Linked DNA regions of Rattus norvegicus: region 1 is linked to region 2. The links are chromatin contacts, called in public Hi-C maps. All regions are on one chromosome and are shown on one strand. Each heading gives the region's core, a stretch centred on a gene start, on an enhancer-like site or on the middle of the called end of the contact. The rest is flanking DNA. Distances are from core to core; before and after follow the strand shown.

Region 1 (6,352 bases), core at 3,834-6,333, 170 kb before region 2:
CCCTCAATTATTTCCGAAAGTCCTGCCCTCCTTCCCAGTTTGTCACCTCACTTTTGAGTCTTGTTGGTTGCTGGGCCTCACAGTCACAAAGCCACACAGCGCCTGCCATGTGAGCCCAAGAAACTTGCAGAACAATTCTCCCTTCTGGCCCGAGGATTAGTCAAGTAATGGTTATTGCATTGCTAATCGGGTGGCCTTTTGTTCAGCCAACTTACCAGGGTGATTCTAAACTGTCTCTGTTTATGCACCGGTCTAGCCGACTTTCTTCAGATAGGAAATTTGGTCCTGCTACAAAACTTTGATGGGAATCCGCTCCTAATCCCATTTTAGTGGGGGGGGGGGGGATGGAGGGTGGACGGAGACTTTTCAGATAACCGGGTTAAACAAAGTAAAAGTGCCTCTCAGAACCAGTAATAAGCTGGTATAGGACTGCAAGGTGGAAGGCTGCCGGTTATTTGCCGAAATCATTTTCACCTGTTAAGTGTTGAAGGCAGACACTCAGACACCCGGCCCGGGATCTGGGAGAGCGTGATTTTCCCTACTTGACATTTGATAACCCTGTCTCTGCAATTCAGCCCTCTGCCAGGATTACTCACCCCTTGGAAAGCAGTCTCCTGCCACCCTCTCTCTCCTCATTTGGGAAAACATTAACTCCATCTTTTTTATTTTATCCTTCAATCATAAAAGGAAAAAAAAAGTCTGGGTTTTTTTTCCCTTTTAAAACCAAAACCAAAGGACTCGATGGGATGTACCTCAGCTGGTAGAACCCTTGCCTCACACATATAAAGCCCTGGATTCCATCCCCACTCCACACTGCAAAAGAGGACAAGAGAATCCTTTATATTCTTCCTCAGTCATGTGGGTACGTGTGTGCGTGCATGTTTGTGTAAGCTCACTTGAGCAGGTCAGGGTTTAAGAAGGGAATTGGTATCTGTGTTGCTGTACTGTGTCTGCTTTGGTTTTAGAGACAGCCTCTCCTTGGCCTCACCAGCAAGCCCCAGAGTTTGCCTGTCTTGATCTCTCCATTGGTGGGACTATGAGTGTCACCTCACCTGACTTTCTTTCTTTCTTCTTTCTTTCTTTTAGATGGATTCTGGGAGATTGGGTTCCACGAAGCAAGCACTAAATCATCTCTGAACCCTTCATATTCAGAAGGCCTTTAATGCCCATGCCTCCTGCCGTGGACCATCAACAAAAAGAACTGTGCATAATAAACCTCCTCCCCGACTAACTTGGAGCCTGTTTGGGACAGAGCAGAGCTTTCTGTCACACACAGGGTCTGGCAAAGTCAACCCTTTGCAGAGCAAGCAACAGGAGGGAGCAGAATGCTTGCCACTGTGCCGCTGGCTTTGTAAGCATCCCCCACAAACTGTGGCCAGAGCTAGTTATTCCCTGGGCTAAAGCCATCCTGAGAACTTGGGGACACTGCCAAAACCCTGACAGCTCATAAGCCTGGCCTTTGTCACCAGAGCCACAGGGGAAAGTGGTTAATTCTTTAAATGAAGGTTCAGTAAACAACTAAGGAGCTTGGCGTGCTCAGCAGGGGGCTAGGTGGAAAACTGCTATCTGGACTTTAAGGAGCTTGGATTATTTAGGGAAGAGGAGTAAGACACATTTGCTTTAAAAAAAAATAGTTGCATCACAAGAGATGTCACTCAAAGCAGTGCATAAGTAAATGGCAAAAGCCCTTGTGCAGGAAGAAGCACTCAGAGGGTGAATTGCAATGGCCAGAAAAAGACAGTCGTTGTGATGGAGTGGAGAGAGGCTGGGCTCTGCAGCCAGGCAGACTAAGGTGGGCACGCGTCCTTATGAGAATACAAGGAGAGAAGCTAGCTCCTCCCCCTCACCAGACTTCAGCTTCTTTATCTTGGAAAACAGTTGAGGAAACCTGCCTGGTTGAACTATGGAGAGGCTTATCCAAGGTCCGATGCACAGAACAAGCTCTCAGTAGATATTTGGGTTTGCTACGTTTTTTCCGAAGTACGTCACAAAGCTGGGGCCGCAACTGAATAGGTAGACCGCCCGTCTCACGTGTACATAACCCTGAGTTCAATTCTAGCACCATATAAACTGGGCATGGTGTCGCATACCTGTAGTTCTAGCTGGAGACAGGAGGACCAGAGATTCAAAGTTGAACTCAGCTCTACAGTAGTTTGAAGCCAGACTGGGATACATGAAGCCCATGGCCCACAGCCGGCCAGCGGAGTGATGTAAGAGCTTCCAGCATGCTAGGCAAGCAAACACCCTACTATACCGCTAGTCCTCTAAGGCTTATCTAGGCACAACTGAGATCATAGACTAACACCATTTCGTTCTCACCCTGTGCAGTTTTTTTTTCATAAGTATTTCCCTACACTTTTAATAATTCTTCACAAACATTTACAACCTCCATATTCATTTCATTCACAGACATACTAAACCATCTCGACTAGTCTGCTCATGGTGGACACTGAGGGCTACTCGGCTCTTATTAACTATTCTGTGACTGACACCATTGTGTTATTGTTAACAATATCCCCATGAAGAGCTTTGTAGATAACTGCAATTTCCTGGGGCTACGTCATGAAAGGTGGAAATACTAATCTCAAAAGGTTCTGGCTGCATACAAGATACTTTTCTCTGAAGCTACTCAAACATACACGCGTGCTCTCTGTCTCTCTGTCTCTGTCTCTGTTTCTCTGTCTGTTTCTCTGTCTCTATTTCTCTAAACACACACACACACACACACACACACACACACACACACACACACTCCTGCCAGTGACAATTGAGGGACAGCTGGTCTCTTCCAATCCAAAAGCCAAATATTATCTTTGAAGGGAAAAAAAATCCCCTCTTTTTTTTCTTCTAATTCTATAGTCACCAAATAGCATTTCATTGTCGTTTTATCTGCTTCTTCCAGCAAATAGACTTCACAGAAGCTAAAAAGGCATGTGCAGACCATGGAAGGAAGCTTTCTTTTGTCCGCCAACAATCAACAAATATTAATTATGCAAATCATTTCATTCCGATTGTACTCTCTGTCGTTCAGGGACAGGTTTGGAAGATTCCCCTTCTCCCGTTTTAGCCTTTGGGAATGCAGGAGTTTGGAGCTTCTGTTCGAGGGACACAGCTCACAATCCTGCTTCAGTCAAGCTACCTGAACACCAGCACTCCCTTTAACAGGTCTGACGTTCCAGTCCAACGACTCTTCTGTCTGTCCTAACTAGTTTATGGAAATATGAGCCTAAATTTTATCAATGATTTGATATAATTAAAAGTGCTATCGCTTCTCGGCCTTTTGGCTAAGATCAAGTGTAAAAGTGCTGTGGACATTCTTGGCTCTTAACGTAACAGTTTTTGAGGGTCGTACATCCTCATTTCAACACTAGCTTTCCTGGATCACATAAAGTGCAAGGCAGAAGAGGATTTTGACAGGCACACTTTGAGGGAATGTGCCCATGCCCTACATCTCGTATAACCTGTGGGGAAAGAATTCCCAGGCTGCGAACCAACTCCCCAGCCCCTCTACCCTAAAACCTTCATTAGATAAAAAAGCGGGTGCAAATGTACTGTAGTTCAGTTAGTAGACTGCTTGCCTAGCCTACACAAAGCTTGGGTTCAAGCCATGTCAGCAGGAAAACTGGGCGTGGTGGCACACAACTGTAATCCCAGCACTAGGCAGGTGACAAACGGGATCATCAGAAGTTCATGGTCATCTTTATGTACTGAGGCAGAGGCCAGCCTGTACTACAAAAAAAAAAAAAAAAAAAAAAAAAAACCTGCCTCAAACCGAAAGAAGCGAATGAGAAGTGAGGCAGATAGGGAGTTCAGGGCGCAGTCTGGGCCTGCCCATCCTTAGGACCATTCCAGGAGGGAGTGGGGGCGGTATCTGGGTTGCATAGCAACACAGGCTCCTGCTGCCGGATGTCTCTTTACCACCCCCAATGCCCCCGGCATTGGATCCCGCGGTCACTGGCTGGAGGTCTGACTGATTCTGGCCCCACCTTTTTTCCCTCCCCGCCTTACCCAGGCTCGGCGCCGGTCTGATCTGGCGCGGGTCTGGGAAGATGTCTGGGCGCCCACTGCAACCCCAGCCTGTCTGAGACTTCCTAGCCATCCACGCCCCCAACCCGGCCTAACTAGCTCTTCGCTAAGACTTCCCATCTTAGTGTTCTGCGTGGGAGACACGAGAGAGGCGTGAAGCGAAAGCTTTGGGCTCAGGCTAGGCTCGCAGTCCCAGGCTGCTCCATTTAGTCTCTTGGAGCTCGTGGAGCGCCCACTGACTGCGCATGGATCGCGGCTAGCTTGCCAGCTCCTAGAACGGCTCGTGGCCCAAAGCTGGGACTCTGTAATTATCTGTTAACCAGATGCATCCCTGTGTGCTTATGAAGTGAAAATGAACCAGTGTTTCTGTGCAGACTTCTTAGGATGTGATTGCACAAAGCCCTCGCCGCTAAAATCTTCTTTATAATAAAGCGCATTTTAATCATTTTACACACACACACACAAACACACACACACACACACACACACACACACACACCTCTTCACGAAGTGGTTTCCACTATTGTGACTTTCTTCCTGGGAGTATACTTTTGGATGGGTCTGCAAGTGCTTTCTGCCGCACTTGACCCTGATGTCATTATTGTGAATATGCAGTAACACACACTTGCTTGGATGAACTTTGGTAGTAATCGCTCCTGACAGCTCAGAGTCTGGAACCCTGGCAGAGCTGCCAACATTGCCGCCTACTGGTTAGGCTGGCTCCATGTCACACACACCCCCTCCCCAGTCTAAGTCTCAAGGCCTCCAGACCCCTAAACTCCAGGTCTAGAATTCTATCCACGTGGGTAAGGATGGATGCGAGACCCGCAGAACCTCCCTGGCTGGGATCCTGCTTTCCCTAACTTTGAGATCTTATCCCGCCAGGCTCTAGACCCACACTGACTTAAAACACAACAGAAGCCGCTCTCCGACTTCTGTTTGTGCGCCCCGCCCCCGTCAGTCTCCTCCCGCCCCTCCGAGCTGCGCATGCGCCGCCCCGCGAGCGTGTTTTTATAAAAGTCCGGTTCGGGCCAGAAACTTCAATTTTGTTGCCTGGTGCAGCAGGTAGCAGTGACCCTCTGAGGCGTTTGGTGCTCCGGTAGCTACCAGGGCTGGAGAGCGAGCATTGCCATGGAAGTAAGTCCACTTGCATCCTACTTTGTAGTAAACGTGCAAACGTGCGAACTTAGAGCGCAGCCCCTCTTGGAGCGGCTTGGAGCGACTAGAACCTTAAGGGGTGTCAGAGTCACAAAGAAGGGGAGCGGGAACTTAATTTTTTTAATGTATGTGAGCATAGCTATAGGGGGAGGAAGATAGGAATATTTTTCTCATTAAGTTAAGGGGGACAGGTTCAGATGGAGCTTTCCTGAGGTTGCTCTTGTCTCTCTCCCCCTTGAGTCCCGCGGCGCGCGCTGGCTTGCACGCTGCTTGCAAACGTCCCAATTCTTTTTGAACACAGGAGGAGAAGGGTTTGCCCTCAGCCTCAGGACTCAGACCATCGTCTGGTCCCTCTGGGAACAGGGGTTTCTTTGAGTTTCTTACATTGTGTGAATTTAGAGACTTTAGTCGGCACGCGTAGGCACAACATCCTGGGTTAGCTTCGAACCGAAGCGTCTTGGAGCTGTTCTTGGAGTTAGGAGTGCGCTTCTGAAATTCCATGCTGTAGACTGAGGAGTGCCCGTTGTCGGCGGGAAAACTGAGCTAGCCTGCAGCATCGCTAGCCTAGGGGATCACAAACTGCGGCAGCCGTGGAGAGGTGACCGATCGTGGCCGCTTTGGGATGGAGTAGCAGCGCTTTGAGCGCTTTGCTGGAGTCTGACCCGCCTCTTCTCCGCAGTGGCATACGAGCCTCCCGAGGTCTTAGTTCCCTTTAAGATCGTTCATGAGAAAGGGTCCTAAGTCTGTACCGAGAAGCTGCTGGGCAGGAGGTGTGCCAGGCTTGACCGCGGTTGGGGACAGGAGGGCGTGTTGGGACCGCACCTGGGTTGTGCCGGGTCGCCGCAGGGATGAACAGGTGCAAACTTGGAGACAGTTTGACTGAGCCCCAGTGTTTAACCGTCGGTGGTTTCCTGAGCCTTTTGAAACCCCCTCGCTTAGGGAGGGTTTTGTTGTTTGGTGATTTTTTTTTTTCGTTTCCTCCAGCGGCGCGCAATTCAAAGGCGCTCACGCTGGAGCCGCCCAATCTGTCGCTCGCACCCGGAGGGACGATCCTGGCGCGCAGCCAGGAGGAACCCCTGGAACCGCTGCGGGTTGGTCGCAGGCCTGGGTGTGGTGGGCGACGGTGCCAGCCCCGAGGTGGGTGATTCGGACTTCAGGGTGCGCATGG
Region 2 (6,860 bases), core at 4,162-6,661:
TTGTCTCAGTTGTTAAGGCCCATCTGCAGCCCACCCCTGAGGACTTACATTTCTTAAGAGCTATCACTGCCTCTTGTAAAATCTGTTAAATATCAGAACCCAACTCCAGCTATCTCACACACACACACACACACACACACACACACACACACACACACACACACACCCCTCTTTTTCCTACTCACCTGGACAGAGGCTCTCTCCCTGGAACTAACTGGCAACTTGACTTTACCCACATGCTCACTGTCAAATGTGTTACATACTTCCTGGTCCTGGTGGATACCTTCTCAGGATGGGTAGAGGGATCGCCCACTACCAACAAAAGGGCTCAGAAGTCTCTGACCTCCTCCTACCCCCAGGAGACCATTTCCAGCTTTGGAACCCCCAACTCCCTCCAGTTGGTCAATGGTCCTGAATTTACCTCCAGATTTCCCAAATCCTATGCAAAGCCCTCAGCATCCCTTGGCATTCCCATATCCCATAAAACCCCCAGTCCTCAGGAAGAGAGAATGCACTAACTGCTCCTTTAAAACCACCCTTGTCAAACTCTCACAGGAATTTCATCTTTATTGGGTAAAGCTCCTACCACTGGCCCTTCTCAGGCTACAGGAGTCTCTCCCCAAGTGACCTCTTTCCATCTCTCCCTATAAGCTCATGTATAGACAGCCAGTTCTGACCCCATCGCTCACCTAAACACCTCGCCTTTCCCTGATCACCAACTCACCCCCTTACTTTGTCTCCTCTCTCTTTTATGACCATATGCCAACTCCTGTTTGTCCCCAATCAATATTGGGGTCCTTCTCTCCCCTCCAAACCAATGCCGCTCTCCCTTTCTCCCTAAATTGTAGAGTTCCTTTAAGGTAATTCTTGTAACCCCCATAGCTGCTAAGCTTAGACTTTCCCTCTTTAATTCACCTATCCCACCTCAAACCCTTTATTCCTCTGCCTCAAGATAATTTCAACCCCAACAGGACCCTGCTCCCTTAAGTGTCAGAGGACAGCAAGTGAACCACCTTATTCTACTTCCGGGAGAATGAGGCTTCACTCTAGCAGCCAAGCTTGACTTTCCTAAATTGGACGTAGACTTTTCCTCCTCTCCCTCCTCTCCACTCTGTCCAGGGTAACTCTTACATATGGAGCTAAGAAACCCTCACTTCTACAATTCAGTCCTTCCAAATAAAGTTGGGAATTATTCCAAGCGGGCTGTCAGAAGCCAAGTAAAATTCCCCTCACCCCTATGTCCAACCTTCCTCCTTCATTTCATGACCTTTTCACCTACTTCCTCTATGCCAGACGGAAGGCCATTGTAAAGAGTAGCCAGGTATATATGGAGGCTGCCCTTACCAATCTTGCCAATACCAAGTGCAGCATGTGCACCTAACTCTGACTCCTACCTCTATCTATGAAATGGGGCTGTTTGCCTCTACCTCAGAGATCCATGGAATCCCAGGCGATAAGTGGGTGTGTTACCAGTAAACTCTACTGTTTCTTTAACTTCCCCATCACCAGGCGAGAAAAATACATTCTGGTTACTCAACCCTTGGAACTAGGAGAAACACTGGAGGTGAGTCAACATTCCTCCAAAGTTGTAACCTCTTAACATCCCTTCTCCTAAATAATACAAACCTGTCCTTTTGACTCCTGCTTCAGATTCTGACCTCAACAGACCTACCAGCTTCTTAATGTCACCCAACTTGGCCACCCTGGGGATTGCTGGCTGTGTGTTCCTCCTGGGACTAGCTCACAACTGCTTACTTAGAGCCTCTCCTGTAACCTCGTCAAACAATCTTATGTCGCCATTCACCAACTGCCCTGAGTCCAGTGTTGCCACAACTCCTTACCTTTTCCATTTTTCCTATCATCCTCTTTGGCATGGCAAACTGCTCTGAGGCACACAGAGCAGTAGGAGACTGTAGACTTGTGTAGGGGCATTAAATTTCTTAGATGGCAATCAACTCTAACGCTTGACACCTCACCTCAGCCCCAGTGCCCTACTACCCACAATGCTTTGATTCTTCACAGTATTCAGGTGTAAACATCACCTACCTGCCGGTTGGTTAGGAGTTTGCACACTAGTATTTCTCTTCCTCAAGTTGGGGATGACACATGAAGAAGAGCGTGTGCTGATTCTGGTTGTGGACTCAATGGCTGCCCAACATAATAAAAGGCCCATTCAAATCCTGACCCTGCTGGCAAGTATCTTCAGTTATGTTCCCAGTTCATCCAAGGCCTCCAACAACTGGCCCAAACCATACAAGGACAACTTGACTCCTGGGCAGCAATCGTGCTCCAAAATGGACAGGAAGTAGATTTTGTACAGCTGAAAAAGTGGCCTTTGCCTATACCTCCAAGAGGTATACTGCTTCTACGTCAGTCAATCCAGTATTGTAAAAAAAAAAAAAACCCAACAACTTCAAACAGACCTCTGAAAACCTCCAGCCCCTGGGCCTTTGAGGGCCCCATATGGAAGTGAACACTGCCCTTCCTGACCCTCCCCCTTCTTGTTTTCCTGCTTTTACTAACTGTACCCTCCTTTCTCAACCTTTACTTTCTCCAACGACAGATTCAAAATCTCAGTAATCCTTTACAGGAACGCCAACCCCTAACCAAAGAGCCAGAGATTTATGACTACTGAATGTGTCTTGATGGTGGGGATCAACAGTGCTCCAAAGATGTTGCCATTCCAGAAAACAGGAAGCAATCGAAAGAACACGGTGTCCCCATTTCTACCTCACCTGTCACCCCTTCCTATTTTCTCACCTTTTATAATAAATGAGAGAGAGGAATGTTAGAAAACCAAGAACTGTCTGCGTTCCAGAGCCAGGTCTTCGCTACCCCTGCATGCCTTCAGTAACTCCGGGCCGGCAGTCATGTCATCTCAACAGCCACCAAATGCAACTCATTCCTACAGTCATCATGGGTGGCACAGTCTCCCTGCACACATGCACTACACCCCTTCATAAAGCCTGTGTCTTCTCGACCTGCTCTCTTTCTCCTCCATCCTTGCTCAAAGACAATCTCTGTACCCCCCCAACCCCCGGTAAATCCCGAGTGAGGTTGTGACTTTATGGCACTCCTTGCCCCTGATCTGCCAAGGTACTCTTCCGCTGAGAAACCCCAACAACTGACACTTGGGAGACCTCAGGAGTATAGCGTGTGGCCATTGATGTAGCAAATGCTTTTCTTCTGTTAGCCGAGAAAACAAGAGCACGTATTGTTAGAACTAAGTTCAGGGTCACAAACAAAGAAACCACCATGCCAACTGAAGTATCTGGACGAGGTAAACTTGACCCTTGATCAAGAGGATGTGCTCTGAAGAGCAATCATCCCAACGCAGGAAGTACATTTGGTTTTTATTTTAACTCAACTGTGTCTTTTCCCCCATTGACTGGGGTCTGACCTCACAATCTTATTAGGTTGGTTAGTCTGAAAAGAACAGTGCACAGGAAATGGAAAAAGGAGGAAGGGAGTCACTGCTTAAAGGAAAAAGGGTCACTGTTCCAGGCCATCGAATTCCTAGACTAGAGCATGGTGCCTTTGTGTAAACAAAGGTATTACTGGGTGGGGAGGACTGCAACATTTTCCTAAGTCTTGCAAAGAAGGGGAGATAAAAAGATTTGAATTCCTGATCCTAAACACAAGTTTACAGTATCTGATAGAGAAAGTCATAGTTTATATTTCATACACATTTTTATATCACTACTCCAAAGGTACAATCTAAATAAAAAATGTCTTATCAAAGCAAAGGGGCCACAGTAAGAAGGATGCAGGAAAACAAGACACAGGAAGTAGTCTTGTGGGGGCTGGGGATTTAGCTCAGTGGTAGAGCGCTTGCCTAGGAAGCGCAAGGCCCTGGGTTCGGTCCCCAGCTCCGGAAAAAAAAAAGAACAAAAAAAAAAAAAAAAAAAAAAAAAGAAAGTAGTCTTGTGGACACACTGAAATATAACAATCTCACCCTACCAAATGACAACAGAATTTACATGTTGACTTTTGTCGATCAGTTCACATACATTAGTACTAAGCCTAAGAGAATAAATACTTCTTTTAAAAAAAAAAAAAGCAAGTTCACAGATGCTTTCTTCATTGGAATCCCTTGAGTATAATGGAATGTGTTACTGACCGTAAGTATTCAATATCATTCCCTAAGGAATGAGTACATTCTTCGGTTTTGAGCAAACGGGAGTAGACTATTAAAATGTGTCTCTTCTAGGGAGTCAGCCTGCATCAAGACAGAAGGTCAGCTCGGGTTCCCAGACAGAGTTAGGAACATGAACCATCAGTAATCATTTTATTGCCAATGGCTTATATAGTGCTTAGCACAAAGCAGGTATTTATAATCAATCATCGGTCAGTTACTTGGACCATATTTTCCCATATAATTACACAGTAAATTACATTCTCCATAGCCAAGACCTAAGTAAAGTTGTTCTTGGAGATCTTTCATTTGAGGGGATGAGGTGGGGCTGTGGAGGGGAGTCCACTTATAGCCTGTTAACGAGTATTGACCATGACATTTAATGCCAAGTAAAGACACTTCAGATGGCCGAACTGTGACAAAGACAGCTAAAACCTGATGTCCAGCAGAGTAAGAAGTATGTATGCAAACAAAGCTGGCCTCACTCTTGTACCCCTGCTTCCTGAGTGCTGTAATTGCAGTCCTGCATTACCAAAGTCTACATTCAACAAAACCAACAGCATTTTTTAAAAGTCTAATTTAGCGAAGACGCACCCAACCAACATTTTGCATTGCCAAAGGAAAACCCGTAGGTTAATTCTTTTTACAAGAGTACTCCATCTGGAACCTACCTACCTATAACACAGCATCCTGCGTTCCCACAGAGAGGAGCAGGTTGCCCAGAGGCTTCCTCTGGCCCAAAGGTCAGTGAAGTCATTCATTCCAAAAGCAGAAATCCCGGCCTGGGATTTCATCCTGCTTGCAGGATGTTTTGACAAGTTGTTTGTAAGGGAGGGTGAAACAGTGATACCCACCACCACCACCACCCCCGTCTCTAAACAAACAAACAAACAAATAAGCAAGCTCGTGCTATTTCACACTCTTATTCCCAGCTCTCAGGGAGCAGAGGCAGGAGGATACTTGGGAGTTCCGGACCAGACAGTGCTATACAGACCCTATCTTTAAATTAATTAAAATTAAGCTTAAAAAAGAAAAAAAAAAAAGAGGGACTTTGGGAACTTGGGGAAGACAATTAACGGGAATGAAGTTAGAGCAACCGGGCAGGTAGGTAGGTCAAGAGGCTCCACAGGAAAGGTACCTCGGAGCCCACCCCACGAGACCACACCCACTTCTGGGAAACTCCCATTGCTCCCGTGGGCGGGGCAGAGGGAGGGGCTGGCGACAGCGCGCGAGAGCTCGACTGCAGCTCTCGCGATATTTCTAGCCGAGGTTCCACGCGGAGTCTGGGGGCTTAAAACAAGGACTGGGAGGGCCAGCCTGCGGGAGGGAGACGTTTTTTAGCCTGTCCTACGGAAGCCTGCGAGGGAGGGTGGTATCCACTCCCCCAATCCAGTGTCCTGATGCCCAGCGCCAACGCCAGCCGTAAGGGTCAGGAGAAGCCGCGGGAGATCGTGGACGCGGCGGAAGTGGGTTTCCTCCTTCCCCGGGTCGGGGAGCGCGCTGAGGGAGGGAGTGGGGCGATCGGGGCGCTGCTTCGGGAGCTCCTGTCGGCACTTTGCGCAGGCCACGGCGTGAGGTGTCGCCGCAAGCCAATACTCCCAAGGATCTCAGGGCCATGTGTGGGCGCGCGGCCCGAACTACTTGGGACTGCTACTCTTGGAACCGTGGCCTAGAAGAAACGCGCTCCCGGGAGGGTAGAGGGATCGGGGAAACGTGTGGCGCTCACTGACCCGGAAGTAGCTGCAGCTAGGGTCACACGAGCCTTTCTAGGTTAGCACGTCTTGCACGTAACACACCACCCCAGTCCCCGGAAATTTTTGATAAAGCACTAGTCGATATCCTCTTAACCCTCATAATGTTCTGGCAAGTAATGACAACCCTTTGCAACACTGGCTGCCCGTGTATTTAATGACTTTTCCTTGTGACAGCTGCGAACACGTGTTATCTCGGTTTCCTTTCTCAGTGACCCTGTGGGGTAGGTAATGTAGTTCCCAGAGATAACCCTCAGTGATCCCTTTAGCACTTTCCAGAAGTCAAAGTTTGAAATCCTCCAAATTAGGTAGTAATACTTAGGCCTTATTCTGTGCCTGGCCCCTAAGTTTTTGATGGAAGAACTCAGCATTTGGTAACTGTAGCATAACTCAGAATAATAAGTTAATATTTAGTTCTGCCGAAGTGTGAATTACTAAATAGAAACGGTAACACTTTTTTCTTTTTTTCCCCCTTTTGGTTCACACCTATTTGTGGCACATGTCACTATGTGACTGTCTTTCTACTGTGGCCCCTTTACTCTATGCAAAAGTATTTTATTAATATTCAGAAGTGATTGCTTGGTAAAAGCCCCGTAACATGTTTTATTTCGGCGTGCTTGAAAAAGTTTCTCGTATTGAAGAGAGAATTTCGATAAGAGAATGTAGAAAGACAGAAACTGTTCCATACGTCTTTCAAAACTACCTTGCAAAAACCTAAGAAATTATTTTTGTGTGTTGGTATGTCTAGTCGTATAAATTATCAACACATCCTTGTAAGTAGAATAGGTATAAGGTACAGTATACGGTAGACATAATAGAGTTCTGTAAATACATGGAAGGGACTTAAGATCACTGTCGAGGTAAAGAAAGATAAAATGAAAGACTGCCTAACTAATAAGTGTAGTTCATAGCCTGCACTTCAGCTGCCGTTCCTAACTTACTACGTGAAATTTGATAATATTGCCATTCTCTAA

Evidence for each region. A called contact is a pair of places that touch in the nucleus more often than the background predicts.
Region 1: a contact with region 2 is called in a Hi-C map of kidney, with 2.3 times the contacts expected there. The contact joins the promoter of Cxcr4 here to the promoter of Dars1 in region 2. A contact is called at or near these places in 5 of 12 Hi-C or Micro-C datasets (Schwann cells, hepatocytes, kidney and 2 more) and 1 of 1 datasets of contacts at active chromatin or transcription factors (oligodendrocytes).

What each region holds. Positions count from the first base shown.
Region 1 is chr13:42,633,019-42,639,370 of GRCr8, reverse strand. Cxcr4 (C-X-C motif chemokine receptor 4) reads left to right here and starts at 5,083. Exons shown (of 2, transcript NM_022205.3): 1 at 5,083-5,163. The coding sequence starts at 5,158. It overlaps LOC134481488 (a long non-coding RNA gene), which reads left to right. Exons shown (of 2, transcript XR_010056993.1): 2 at 1,087-1,231.
Region 2 is chr13:42,464,018-42,470,877 of GRCr8, reverse strand. It overlaps Dars1 (aspartyl-tRNA synthetase 1), which reads left to right and starts at 5,411. Exons shown (of 16, transcript NM_053799.3): 1 at 5,411-5,601. The coding sequence starts at 5,536.